3 separate regions of the Mus musculus genome follow, and regions 2 and 3 are each linked to region 1. Evidence: chromatin contacts called from public ChIA-PET and Hi-C data. All regions are on one chromosome and are shown on one strand. Each heading gives the region's core, a stretch centred on a gene start, on an enhancer-like site or on the middle of the called end of the contact. The rest is flanking DNA. Distances are from core to core; before and after follow the strand shown.

Region 1 (4,580 bases), core at 969-3,468:
AACTGAACTCCCTGACACTGGAGACCAAAATAAGTCCCCCCTCCCTTTAAATTGTTTATATTGGGAACTGTGGGCACAGAGACAGAAGAGCCGCATGGCATGGCTATGAAGGGACATGGAAAGAGAAATAACGGGACCTGTGTCTGGCAAACACACCATCAGCTGCCTGGTCCCCCATGTGGGGACTTGGCACTCAGGGTACTTGAACTCATGGCTGAGACCTAAGGAGAGCTGTGTCAAATGGTTGGGGCATTTGCAGCAATCGCCTCATACAGAAAAATCCTAGAGTGGGGCATCGTGGTGAACACATGGTGGTCACACAGTGGTCACGTGGTGGTGACGGTCATAGTGGTGGGGTATGGTGGGGTGATGGGGAGGTGGTCATGTAGAGCAGGTGGAACATGTCTTACGTCTCAGCACTCAGGAGGCCGAGCCTGATATTGTATCAACGTTGTATAAAGATTGTTTTCCTTCACCTCTGATTGGTTAGTAAAGTGCTGATCAGCTAATAGCAGGGAAAGAGAAGAAAATAGGGCAGGACTTCTGATCCCAGTCTGGGGGGTCCCAAGGAAAAAAATAAGGGTCATGGGAAGAGAGAAAGTGTGGCGAGACCGTGTGGATGAACCAGGAGGATTCGGCATGAGGTCACGATGAGAGAGCAGCCATGAGGACACACGTGGACCAGAGCGAGCCAGGGAGAGACTCGGATGTAGGTAAAGGACCACGTAGCTGTGTATTAGCAGTGCAGCCAAGTTAGATTAGCTCAGAATCTGCCCTGCTTAGGGCTTGCAGCTTGTTAATAAATATACAGGGTCTCTGTGTCATTTATTCAGGAGCTAAAATAGCCTAGATTGGGCATAGAAACACCCTGGAGTTATTCAGGAGCAAAGAAAACCCCCCAAAATTGCATTTATGGCATTCTGTTACAGCAAACAAGAGAAAAGCAGCTAGCCCACCAGGATAACTGTGCTGGGATCACTGAGTGAAAATATCTTCACTACTTCCTCTCTCGCCCACGTTACTGGTTGTTTTACTTAGAGACGTCTAAGACAATAATTCACAAACTTAGTCATCCACCAAATATTTGGAAATGCCTACTAAATTCCTGGTATTCAATTTAAAAAAAAAAAACCCCTTTGTTTAGTTTTACACCCAGGCAAGGGACTGAGGTGGACATTTTACATATCAAGCTAGACCTGGTCTCCAGGTTCTCCCAGCATCCCTCAGTCCCTACCTGGCATACCCTGCCCCCAACCTTGAACTTTCCAGCCCAGGGATGGCTGCTCTTCCCTGTATAATCCAGACATTTTGCTCTCCTCCTCCTCCTCCTCCTCCTCCTCCTCCTCCTCCTCCTCCTCCTCCTCCCCCCTCTTCTTCCTCCTCCTCCCCCCTCTTCTTCTTCCTCCTCCCCCCTCTCCTTCCTCCTCCTCCCCCCTCTTCTTCCTCCTCCTCTGAGTGCCCTATCTTTTTCTCCCCCCCACCTCTCCCCATGGCGACTCTCCTGGCCTCAATCCTTGGGGCCAGTGAACCAGCCTAGGAACAACTTCCCAATAACCCTGCCTTTGGCATAATCTAGTCTGGCTTGAATTGGCTAATTTTCCGGCAATGGAAAAATAACCTATCAGCATTTTGCTGAGATACCCTTAGAACGATATAAAAGTAGTCTTAGGCTTCTCCTCAGCCCTCTTGCACATGCTCTGTCATGAACAATGTACATATCTCTAACATGATGCCAACGGGAAGACGGTGCCGGCACACCACCACCACTGCCCCCATGCCACAGACTTGCTCAGTGTAAAAAGTGACGACATGACCATTCCTCGATATGGTAAAGGGGAAGACTTTCATTGTAAGTGTGTGTGTGTGTGTGTGTGTGTGTGTGTGTGTGTGTGTGTGCGCGCGTGCGTGTGAGAGAGAGAGAGAGAGAGAGAGAGAGAACAGCCAGAGGCATCAGAAGAGAGAAGGAAGTAGACAAAACACAGCCAGGAATATCTCCAGACAGACAGACAGACAGACAGACAGACAGACAGACAGACAGACACAGAGAGACAGGAACAGAGAGAGGAGATTAGCAGGGGATAGAGAACAGAGAAATCACAGGAGATGCAGGAGCTGAGCAGGAAGAGAGAGCAGATGGAAGAGCAGGGTTAGAAGAGCAGTGAGCAGCTGTGGGGAGGGGCTTTGGGGAAGGGAGGCGTTGAGAGGGCTAGGATGCTAGCGCACACTTGGAACTGTGGAACGGAGCTTGTGATACCAGCCTGCACTTTGATGTGCTAGGAGGCATCACAGGAAGCCATCTGTCCTTTCTGCCAGACTTGAGGCAAAGGGCTCCTTTGGGTAGAGGAGAATCAGTCTCACAAGTTCCTGAGGGATGCTGGCTCGTTTCTAACCACCCGACATCCTCCTATGGTCCACGTTAAACTCATTCCTGGAAATATGAACTGCCGCTTGGAGTTTGCGGAATTGGAGTTTTCTTTGGACTGGACTCCCAGGATCCTTCTGTCTTGCTTGCCAGCACTGGAGTTACAAACCTATTCCACCACACCTAGCTTTTAGGGGTGGGTTCTGAACTCAGGTCCCCATGCTTGTGGGCAAGCATCTTACCAGCAATATAAATAGTTTTTAAAATTAACTTTGAAATTGATTTCTTTTTTTGTTGTTGTTTTTGGTTTTTGGGGGGATTTTTTTTATTTGTTTTTTTTTTTGTTTGTTTGAGACAGGGCTTCTCTGTATAGCTCTGGCTGTCCAGGAACTCACTCTGTAGATCAGGCTGGCCTTGAACTCAGAAATCCCCCTGCCTCTGCCTCCCAAGTGCTGGGATTAAAGGCGTTCGCCACCACCGCCTGGCTTGGAATTGATTTCTTGAAATAAGGACTCATATATTTGTGGACCAGACTGACTTGGAATTTATTGTGTAGCCCAAGCAGGCTTTGAAGTCATGACATACATCCTGCCTCAGCCACCAGAGTGCTATGACTGCATGTGTAAGCCACCTCGTTTGGCTACCAAAAAACACACTTCAGTAGCACTTAAATACACTCACAGTGTTGTGAAGCCATCACCAGCAGTTCCGGAAATGCCTAGTAATAGTTCTAGAGCATTCTCATCTCTACCCCATTTAGGTGCTCGCTGGTTACCCTCCATATTCTGTTCCTCGTAGCCCCTAAAACCCACCACTGCTTTTTGTTCTGCCTATTCGCCCACTCTGAATAGAAACCATACGCGGTCCTAAGCATCTTCCGTGGACCATAATAGCTTCACCCACCCGGATGCTGCTTCACCACTTCCTGCCTTTTTATAAGCAATATGCCACTGCCTGTGTAAGCAGTGTTATCCATCCCTCCATCGATGGGACATCTGTGTTGTTTTTGCCTTCTGGCTGCTATCAAAGTGCTACACAAGCAGTCGTGAATGCATCTCCGTTTGGTCCCCTGTTTCCAATCATGCCCAGTCTATTCCGAGGAGGGAAATGGCAGAGTAGCATTTTAAGAGATTGCGTGTTTGTCTCAGGACCCGAGGAGTGCCATTTAATTAAGGGGATCAAGAGGTTAGGAATGTGCTTGTAGGCGTCTGAAATGCTTGGTGTGGATCAAGGTTGGAAGGAGGCAGTGGTGGGGGGGCGAGTCCAGCTGAGAGTGACTAGGGGAAGGTGACAGTGACAGGCATGCGCGCACCAGAGGTAAGGAAGCACCTTCCTGCCGATCAGCCAGCTAGTCCAGGGGAAGCTGAACTCACTCTCAGAAGAACCGCACCGCACGAAGCTCATGAATCTTTAGAGTTCTTCCAGGCTCTCTTGGCCAAACCTCTCTACCATATCTGAGAAGCCTTTGTATCTAAACACTGCCTGGGACTGTGGTCACTACCCATCCTGATCTTCCGTCCAACCAGGAGTCGATATCCTCTGGGGAAGCCTGTTCACTATTGTTAGCCTTATTATTTACATAACTGTTTCTCTTAGTAAGAGACAGTCTTGGGTCGAAGTTTAAATCATCAGAGTTTAATCAGAATAGCTCCGGTCTGAGAACACTCTCTTCTCTAAAACAAAACCCATAAAATTCATGAACAAAGAGAGTAATAGAATCCTAATAGAATCCACCGGGCAAGACAAAGTAGAAGCCGCAAGCCGGTCCCATCCTATCAGTGCAGATATAGGGAGCCCTCACCCTTGAGAACCTGCTAACTTGTCTTCATATGAGCGTCAGGAGAAACCTTCTGAGTATGAGGTTTGCTCTGGAGGATACGCAAGTACCATGACTCACTCACAGCACAGGCTTCCTGTTCTTCCTGGGTCCCCAGAGAATGCTGAGGCTATTTCTCTAAGTCTGCTAACAGCTTGCGGTGACCTACCCTGTCTCCCAATGTGAGTTTGCTGGGCTGGCTCGATTAACTCATGAGTCAGAGCTGGGTTCTCCAACCCAGTCCAGGTACAACAAGCATCAGGGCTCCATATGCCTGATGTTAGCCTGAGGTCAGGCGGGTGTCCAGTAGGGCCATGGAGGAGTCAGAGGCATGGGGCCTAGCTCATGGCCTGTAGGCAGTGCCCAGTGGGACAGGCAGACAATTTACGAGCTAACTAACAC
Region 2 (4,580 bases), core at 1,149-3,648, 91 kb before region 1:
CAGAGAACCTAGAGATTGAAGCAGAGCAGATTAACCAGTGAAAATCACTTCAAAGAATGTGGGCTATGTCTCCTTGTTCAATCCCACAGGCCCAGGCCAGCAGAAGAGGCTCTCTCACCATGGCAACCACAGAAGCCTTAATGACCAACTGCTGTGTGCTGTAGCTGGGGTCTGAAAGGAAAGGCTAGAGCTCCCACAAAACCTAAAATTTGGTCCTGGAAAGAGTCCCCAACCAATGGCTGGTTCCAGGAACGCCCTACAGTGGGTTATCTTGTTGTCAGGGCAAACACACAGCCCTCTGTACCCAAGAGGAAGCCACAGAGCTGTAAGAGGCAAAGTCATGCTCCGCCCTAGGGTTTTCTATGATAGACTGGGTGTTTCTGATGAACCCCTTTCAACTTTTTTCTTGATACCACAGCACTATAGCAGCCAAAGGCTCGAACAAAGGAGTACAGAGTCACGCTCCTGGTAGGTCAGGTCCAGCTGTCTATTGAGGACAGTCATGCTGGGGCAGAGCAAAGCTATGGAGTTCCCTGGCCAAGGCCGGGGTTGGTTTTCTCATGAGGATGCCAGCCTTTGCCATTCAGCAGCAAAAGACATCTGCACTCCAGCGATCTGGAAAACAGGATGGTCCTCCTAATGTGTGCGACACTCGTCACAGGTCCCCACAAGCCTACTGCTGACAAGCCTGCTGCCAACCTCTCGTTCATAGAGGGAAGCGAAAGGAGAGACTTCCACCTCCCTTACCTAGACCAGTGGGGTTCCGAGGCCACCGGGACTACCACAGTGGGGGTGGGGTGGAGGAGGGGCTTCCATAAACACCAGGTTCTGGGCCCAGCACCACAGCTATTGAGCCCAAAGCTCAGAGGTGGGCGGAGCCAATCCCCTCCAACTGACTGAGATGACACCAAGTGGGGTCTAAGCTTCAAGGTTTTCCAAAGGCATCTACCACCACCCCCAACAGCCACCAATGTGTTCCCTGTATACCACAGTTCTTAGTGATGATGTCTGACACTCAGGATCCCCACATGGCCATCTAAAGCAGTGATGGGTACGTGAATCTTTTATCTAAAGATAGATCAAGAATTTTCTAGAGGATACTAAATTGTATTCTGGTCAGCCCAGCCACGGCAAAGGCTGTGGCCAAGTATTTTACCCTAGCTCTTTCAGTGGCTTTATCTTAGTTTTTCTTTCTTGATTTGTTATTTGATTGACTTATTGATTAATGATTGGTTTGTTCCGAGGATAAAACTTTGCACTGCACAGATCCTAGGCAAGTGTTTTACAACTGAGCTTAAACTCACAGCCATCCTTGATAGATAAGGGCAGCCACTCCTGCCCTTATTCTTGCTCATAAATATAACATTGTTTGAAAACTGCCTTTAACACCTCCGGTATGAGAGGAGGCATAGATATACTTAACAGTCTGAGACTTTACTAAGCACTGTCCAACCCCCGTGAGACAGGGAAGGGCAGGATTTTCAATACAGCAGAAAACTGGTAGATTTAGAGATGCATTTGTAATGATGCTACCTGGACACTAGAGGGCGCCATACCCCAAGAGTCTGGATGACCTGGCCCTGGCCCTGGCCCTGAATGGGCTCCACGTGTGGAAGTACAAAACTTAACAGGATAAAAGGTCCCAGATATCCTAGCTGCAAGCCTCAGGATGTAGACTCACATCCAGCTGCTGGAGTGACCAATCAGCAGGTTCCTGGAGGCCCGCAAAGAGGAGTCAGACATGTACCATATGCTCTACTTGCTCCTACGTATGCCAATCACCCACATAGCAAACATTTTCTTACACACATCTCTTTGCAACATTCCCAGACTCCCTTTGTCCATAGATGGGGACTCGGTGGACTCGGTGGCCAAGCATTTATCTCCCGCGTGCTTTAGGTCCCATCCCTGGCTCCACAGGGAGTCCACACTGACTTGCAAGCAGAATGCTGGGAGGCAGAGTTCCTGGATCAGGGAAGCCATAACCCTCTCCCACCCACCTAGGCAAGGCTGACGTCCCTGCCACCAGGCCAGTCCTGCAGAAATAACACAGCGGAGAAGTCACCATTTGCGCGTGGGTATGGGTGGGGGGCACATACTGAACGTTAGCACCCAAAGGCCCCTTCTTCGATATACTTAATAGTCTGAGACTTTTGGGGGGGGGGGGCTTTTCGAGACAGGGTCTCTCTGTATAGCCCTGGCTGTCCTGGAACTCACTTTGTAGACCAGGCTGGCCTCGAACTCAGAAATCCACCTGCCTCTGCCTCCCGAGTGCTGGGATTAAAGGTGTGCACCAGACTTTTCTAAAGCACTGTTCAACCCCAGTGAGAAAGGGAAGGGCCGGATTTTCAGTACAGCAGAAAACGGGTAGATTTAGAGATGCAATTGTGATGATGCTACCTGGACACTAGAGGGCGCCATACCCCAACAGTCTGGATGCCCTGGACTTAAATTTACTTTTTATTTCATAGAGTCTCTTGTCAAAAAACAACCTGCCCAAAATGACTCCCTAGCAGAGGGTGGCACCGTGTCAACCGCAAGAATAGGTCTGTCACAGCCCATGCAAGTCCCAATGAACAGAGACAAAATATAAAGAACCATGTGCTTTGCTCCAGAGAACATGCCATACAAAGACCAACCAAAGACCAACACTGCAGCCGTTCTGAGACTGACCAAGCAGAACTCGTGCTCAGAGCACTCATGCCGTGATCAACCAAGCATCGTGGTCCCAGCACTGAGCACCAGGTGGGACACTTCAGCCAGTCCTGGGGGACCTTTGTCTCCGGGCAAGGGCTCGGTCTCAGGAGCCACAGCAGGGGGACACTACAGCTGACCCTGAGGACTGGAAAGGCTGTAAAGAAGCCACAGGTAAGGGAGCAGGTACAGGTACAGGTACAGGGGACAGGGAGCTACTGCCAGGCCAGGCTGACTACCCAGCGTGGTGAGGAGGCCCGTGTCATGGCCCGCAGGGCTACTGTCTAGTTTTATTTGAACTCAGTAAAAAGAACACTTTCCAGCTAAGGAAACTGTTTGACTCTGTTGTGTTAACCTGCTCCTGTGAACAACACGGCTGTAAAACGGGACTTCTAATCTTGTTTTTAATGAGGACCCTAAAAGAGGAAAACGTGAACAGGGAGGGCCACATCCAAGAAGCACGGGCCCTGAATAATAACACCCCCTCTGGCACCCAGGACCCCTCCTTTAGATCGTAAGGCTTCTGGCCTCACTAGTCACAGCAATTGGTATCTAGAAGCCTCTTGCTGGCAGGGGACCTGACAACTGTCTTGAAGCCAACAGTGCCTGCAGGGCTGGGAGAGACAGGCGGCCACATGCAGGTGTCCCTCGATGTATGACCAACTTACAGCCTCTGAACACAATGGAAACCAAACATCAAAAAGCTACTTAATTCAGCCAGCTGGCCACACACCCCCAACTTAGGGGTGCAGAGCACAGCAGGCTGGGGGTTGTAGCTGGCTGCCCTTGCCCTGGGGTCACGGAGGCCACTGAGGATGGGGTCACATGACAGCCAAGCCAGGGAAGTACCCAGATTCCAATCAGAAGGCAGGCTTTGCACGGAGAGCATTTCGCTCACAGGACAGTAAGGTCAACAGCTCCAGAACAGTGCTGGGGACAGAATGCAGCAAAGGAGAGCCTGCAGAGCACGCATGAGGTCTGGGGTAAAGATGGGTGTGTGTGTGTGTGTGTGTGTGTGTGTGCGTGCGCGCGCGCACGTTGTGGCTTTGTTTTCTTGCTTTAATGGACATTTAAGCAAAGGAAAGTTGGAGCCTAGATGACCAATGAATGTTCTGGGTGTTCAATGAAGTAAGGAGTGTGGAATCAAACACAGGGCCAGCTCCCCTGGTGACCAGCCCATCTCTCTCACCTCCAGCTTTGACAGACACCGCCTATCCCGAGTTGTTCACAAAGAGGGCTGAGTAAACCGGAAACCCCAAGAAGAGGACGAGAGGAACCGGCAGGAGAAAGGACCTGCCTGTGGATGAGCAAAGGGCTGACAGGCAGTGCTGAGCGGCTGGAAGAGGGAAGAGAAGATGATCTTGGAGCGAGGTCCCCAAGCTCAGACACAGAGGATTGCTTAGAAAAAAAAAAAATGACAGCTTTTGTCTGGGTTTGAGGTGGCAGGCTCAGAAGATAAGAAGGAGGCCTGTGCCCAACTCCATGGGCTTCCCTCGAGTCTCGCTTGGGCACTGCTGAACACGCCTGGCTGAGCGGACCGTTCTCCCTCTCCACCAACCTCATGGGGTCTCAGGGAACTGCCTAAGGAGTTACCTAGCAATGCAGGACAGGATGGGAGTTAGCTCTGTGTTCCTGTTATTTACATTTTAAAAAGGTAATGCACACACACACACACACACACACACACACACAGCTTCTCATTCCACCCTGTTAGAACAAACCAAAACCAAAAAGATTAATCATTAAAACTTTAGAAACCTAGTACCTAGGCACCGGGGTAGCCCGAGGAAATAGCGGCTTGTTCTCAAGGAGATGGGGCAGAAAACCTGCCTCTGTATCAAAATGGGAACCTGCAGAATGAGCCCTGTGTCTCTGTCACAGCGATG
Region 3 (4,580 bases), core at 669-3,168, 65 kb before region 1:
ACAGGAAACAAAGTCACGAATACTGTGGATTGTACACCCTCAGCCTGACCCTAGAAGAGGCCCTTTGAAACCAGTCTCACTGACCAAGGACCCACAGACGATCTCTCCAGGACCCATTCTCCCCGTCCCCATACAACAAGAAACTACAGAAACGTGCACCTGGCAGAAAGCGTCCGGTCGCCACAATGCTAGATACACAGCGCTTCTTACTGGAGAACCGTCCAGAACCAGCCTGGGCATCCACAAGCACCTGGGTGGAACCAGGGGCAGCAGGACCCCAGTTTCTGCAGGACAGTCAAGACTCATAATACTTCATTTAAAACATTTTTTTTTCTTCCTATGCTGCCTAGCCTGCCCTCCTTGCGCAGGTGCTGACTGAGACCTCAGGGCTCCTGGGCACTCACCAAAGCCAGTCCCTGGCTGAATAGCTTCCTCTGTTGGAGGGAGTTCTGGGGTGGGAAATGGACCACCACACACACACACACACACACGTTCCAAAAGAACACCTCAGGACTGCTGACAGGGATCGGTGGGGGAGGGGAGAAGAAATCCATATCTGGAAATTGTCCCCAGGAAACCAGGACCAGGGGGAAAGTTCTGGAATTAAGGGTGAGAGCCCAGGAGGGAAAAGGAAACAGAGGAACCTGGTGTAATTTAGGGTGGGGAAGCTCTATCATTCATTCAACAAACACCTACTCTCAGACAACCTCGTGACAGGTACCAACCTCCCTACTACAACGCAATCACAAAAGGACAAGGAGGAGAGAGACCTATTATTGAGTACTGACTCCTATGATTTACAGTTATGTCTCAAGACCTAAGGCAAAAGTCTTCTTCATCATAAAAGTCACACCAAGAGGAGGAGGATGGTAGGTGCAAACACTGGACCAAATTCCTGCCCTGGTAAACTGTACTCACATGGTGGCCAATACCCATCTCTCCATCAACTCCACAGCAGCCCAGTCCTGAAAATAATGCAGTATCCACCAAGCGCTCCCACGGCTACCCAGCCCCCGTGGCCTCTTGCAAACACTGTGCCTCAGCAGCCCGCTGCGTGCAATGGGCAGCTTCCTGGAGAGGCATGGCTAGCAAAGCAAAGGGTCCCAAAGGACCAACCCTGCCAAAAGGCAAGTGCCAAGAAGGCAGGCGCTCTCTGTCCTGGCGCGGGGTAACCAATGGCTTATCCATGCCGCAGGACAGGACGATGAGCCCAGAACAGCCGCTGACTACAGAGATCTGAGCTAGTAGGGTCCACCTGAGGGTTGCTAAAATGATTTCCCGGACGTCAATCCTTAAACCTTCAAAAACCAACACAAGGCTAAAGAAGGGCAAATCAAATCCACAACTGCGCACTGCGGGGGGGAAACTTACCTCCAGGTGAAAGAGCGGCTGGGAGATGGAAAGACAACCCACGGATGATGGAGACCAGGTCGAGAGTCTTCTAAATCCAGTTGATAAGCACCAAGTAATCCACGTTAGGGGAACCCCAACCCTTTACCCCACTGTCCATCCAGCGCCCAAAGCCAAAGTGCGGCCACCACGCCGCGGCCCCGCGTGGGTAGCGCGGAGATTACGCGCTTCGCCTCCCAGGCGGCTGCCGCGCTATCTCCAGGAGCGGACCGGCGCCAAGAGCAGCGGGCGGAGGCCACCGAGGGCTCTGACCCGTGCATCCCGCCTCCTCGTACAGCTCTGCGCCTTTCTTCTATGAGCATCGCCAACGCAAACACACAATCCGCGCTAGGAGAAACCCCTATGGCGAATCCAGACTATCCTAATAGAAGCCTCGGGTTTGTAGTCGGGCAAGGATCCTGTGGTACAGGGAGGACGCTCGCCAGGCAGCAAAGCCCTGGAGGCGCAGAACCACAGCGTACAGCCCGAAACAGAAGAAGTGAACACTTTCTGCGCCACCACTGAGCTCTGCGAGCCGTTGGGCCATTCCAGCCTTTTTTATAGAGACGGGTTTGCGGGTGGGCACGGCCAGAGGGCGGAGTAAAGTGGTCGATTGGCCGAATGGTATCCTGGGAGTTGTAGTTTTGTCTTCTTACTCCTTCCGCTCATGGAGAATATTGGCAAAGGGTAGACTCACCACAGCTACCTCCCTTCGCAAACTTTGTAACGAAGAGATTCCATTCTGTTCTGGAATTTATCTCTTCTTCTAGAAGTTATCTCGTTGCCTTAGTTTCTTTTCCGTTGCTGTGATAAAATACTGTCAAAAGCAACTGACACTAAACAGCCACTTAATTTTTGACAAAGGAGACAAAGTCATACATTGGATTGCATATTTTCACCTTGTAAATAAATCAACTCAAGGCTGCATGAAAACAAAAAGCTGTGGAAAGCAAAGGAACCTGTAGAGTTAAGTGACAGCCCACAGAAGGGGGAAATCTGTGCCAGCTACAAGGGGTTACTATCTAGAATTTGCAAAGAAACGCAGACATTAAATACCAAAGAGGTAAAACTGCCAATCAAGAAACGGGCAGCTGAACTGAATTGACAGAGAGAGAGAGAGAGAGAGAGAGAGAGAGAGAGAGAGAGAGAGAGGAAAGCCAAGAGGAAAGGGAACTCAGATGGATAATAAAGGAAATGCAAAATAAAACTCTGATGAGATCTGTCCCACCCCAGTGAGAATTACTGTTGTCGACAAGTCTGTCAGGACACATTGGAGAAGCTGGGCAGAGGGAGTAGCCCTTACTCACTGTTGGTGGGAGGGGGAGTTAATTCAGCCAGTGTTCAGGTAGATCAGTTGGGAGATTTCTCGAAAAGTTGAAAATAGAGCTGCCCATATGACCCAAAATTTTACTCCTGGGTATATACCCAGAGAAGTCCATATCCTACCATAGAGTTTTTTGCACACACACACACATACACATACACACACACACATACACATACACACACACACATACACACACACATACACACACACACACACACACACACACACACACATACACACACACACACACACACACACACACACACACACACACACACGGTGTTTATTGATGCTTTATTTGCTACAGCAAAAAACCCAGCCTCAATCAAGATGTCAATCAGCAGATAAATGGATAATGAGAATCTGGTATGTATACAAAATGAAATACTATTCAGCTCTTAGGGAAAACTGAAATTTCAAAATTTTTGCAGGAAAATGGATGGGCTTAGAGTGGATAATATTAAGCAAGGTCATATAATCTCAGAAAGAAAAAGCCGTGCCATCTGCTTCATATGAGGAACCTAGCCAAAGCTCTGTGTATACACGTAAACAAGTACACGTGGGCACAGAATAACGTGAAGAAAAGAGAACAAGAAAGCCCAAAATATAACGGAAAGAAGAACTAACTGCAGGTAGTGGTCACAGTTGCAAAAGACAATGCAAAACCAATCGCTTTTATGGTTCTAACACTTTATTTTTTCTATTTTTTTTTTTTGTGGCGGGTGAGCACATAAAAATAAAATGGGAAATGGCAGTGTAATATATATTATATACATATAATATATATACTATATATATATTAAAGGGGTTGGGTTTGGTTTTTTAGCATCTTAAAAAAGAATGGGTTTCTTTTAGCTCACATTTCACATTTCAAGTACAGTCCCTTGTAATGAAAAAGGAAGGCAGCAGGAACTTTAGGCAGCTGTTCCTGCCACATCCACAATCAGAGAGTAGAGGGGTAAATTCACCCTGCTGCTCCCTGTTAGACAGTCGAGGACCCCTGCCCAGGCAATGGTCCTGCCCACAACTAAGATGGATCTTCCCATACCAATTAGCATAACCAAGGAACTCTCTCACAGGATTCCTGAGAGCCCTGTCTCCTAGATGATCCTAGATTCTGAGACAGGGTATGCATATTTAATAGGACAAGAGAAAGCCAGGTGTGGGCTTGCACCTGTTACAAGACTCAAGAGGCTTAAATGAGGGAATGTCTAAAGAGTCCATAAGTAAGCCATTCTCAACCTATGGGTCATGACCCTTTGGGGAAACCAAATGTCCCTTTCACAAGGGTCACATAGCTGATATCCTGCAGATCAGATATTTACAACAGGATTCAGAACAGTAGCAAAATCACAATCATGAAGTAGCGACAAAAATAATTCTATGGTTGGGAGGAGTCACCACAACACGAGGCGCTGTATTAAAGGGTCGCATGCAGCGTTAGGAAGGCTGAGAACCCCTGCAATAAGCATATGCATGCATATATACATGCATACACACAGTGACAGGACTCATTTCTATTCACCCAGATAAGAATAATGGGGTGTATTGGTTACTATTCTGTTGCTGTGATTAAAAAGAAAAAGAAAAGAAAAGAAAAGAAAAAACAAGACCAAAAGCAACTTAAGGAAAAAAGTATTATTTTAGCTCTGCTCTGGTTCTAGAGGAATAGCTTCCTCATAATGGGGGACAAATGGCTTGGCACAGCAGATGGGGGAGCAGGGGTAGGAAACTGGCTGATACCATTTCATCCACAAACAGGAAGCAGAGAGAAAGAACAGGAAGTGGGGGTGATGCTGGGAACTGCCCCCCAATACCACCCTCAGTGATGTGCTTTCTCCGGCCAGCCTGCGCCCCTAAATTT

What was found. A called contact is a pair of places that touch in the nucleus more often than the background predicts. ChIA-PET counts read pairs in DNA pulled down with a chosen protein or histone mark.
Region 2: a contact with region 1 is called in a Hi-C map of CD8 T cells, with 4 times the contacts expected there. The contact joins two enhancer-like sites. A contact is called at or near these places in 1 of 15 datasets of contacts at CTCF or cohesin (embryonic stem cells), 10 of 484 Hi-C or Micro-C datasets (B cells, CD4 T cells, CD8 T cells and 5 more) and 2 of 115 datasets of contacts at active chromatin or transcription factors (forebrain and memory CD8 T cells).
Region 3: a contact with region 1 is called in an RNA polymerase II ChIA-PET map of memory CD8 T cells, with 2.5 times the contacts expected there. The contact joins the promoter of 2610035D17Rik here to the enhancer-like site in region 1. A contact is called at or near these places in 1 of 39 promoter capture datasets (hippocampal neurons), 1 of 15 datasets of contacts at CTCF or cohesin (CD8 T cells), 16 of 484 Hi-C or Micro-C datasets (B cells, CD4 T cells, CD8 T cells and 10 more) and 10 of 115 datasets of contacts at active chromatin or transcription factors (craniofacial prominence, effector CD8 T cells, embryonic fibroblasts and 7 more).

What each region holds. Positions count from the first base shown.
Region 1 is chr11:113,264,718-113,269,297 of GRCm38.p6, forward strand. The region is part of intron 7 of Slc39a11 (solute carrier family 39 (metal ion transporter), member 11); the gene reads right to left. Among named protein-coding and RNA genes, the nearest start is that of Gm51927, 42 kb to the right of the region's middle. Within about 2 kb of position 2,219, at least 68 of the 459 cell types and tissues checked have an H3K27ac peak or open chromatin away from gene starts, as enhancers often do. A contact at or near this core is called in CD8 T cells, Th1 cells, cortical neurons and 6 more, where this site is marked.
Region 2 is chr11:113,173,948-113,178,527 of GRCm38.p6, forward strand. All of the region lies in intron 1 of 2610035D17Rik (RIKEN cDNA 2610035D17 gene), which reads right to left. Among named protein-coding and RNA genes, the nearest start is that of 2610035D17Rik, 26 kb to the right of the region's middle. Within about 2 kb of position 2,399, at least 8 of the 459 cell types and tissues checked have an H3K27ac peak or open chromatin away from gene starts, as enhancers often do. A contact at or near this core is called in CD8 T cells and Th1 cells, where this site is marked.
Region 3 is chr11:113,199,920-113,204,499 of GRCm38.p6, forward strand. 2610035D17Rik (RIKEN cDNA 2610035D17 gene) reads right to left here and starts at 1,919. Exons shown (of 3, transcript NR_015556.2): 1 at 1,372-1,919. 4732490B19Rik (RIKEN cDNA 4732490B19 gene) reads right to left here. Exons shown (of 4, transcript NR_040276.1): 4 at 3,396-4,580.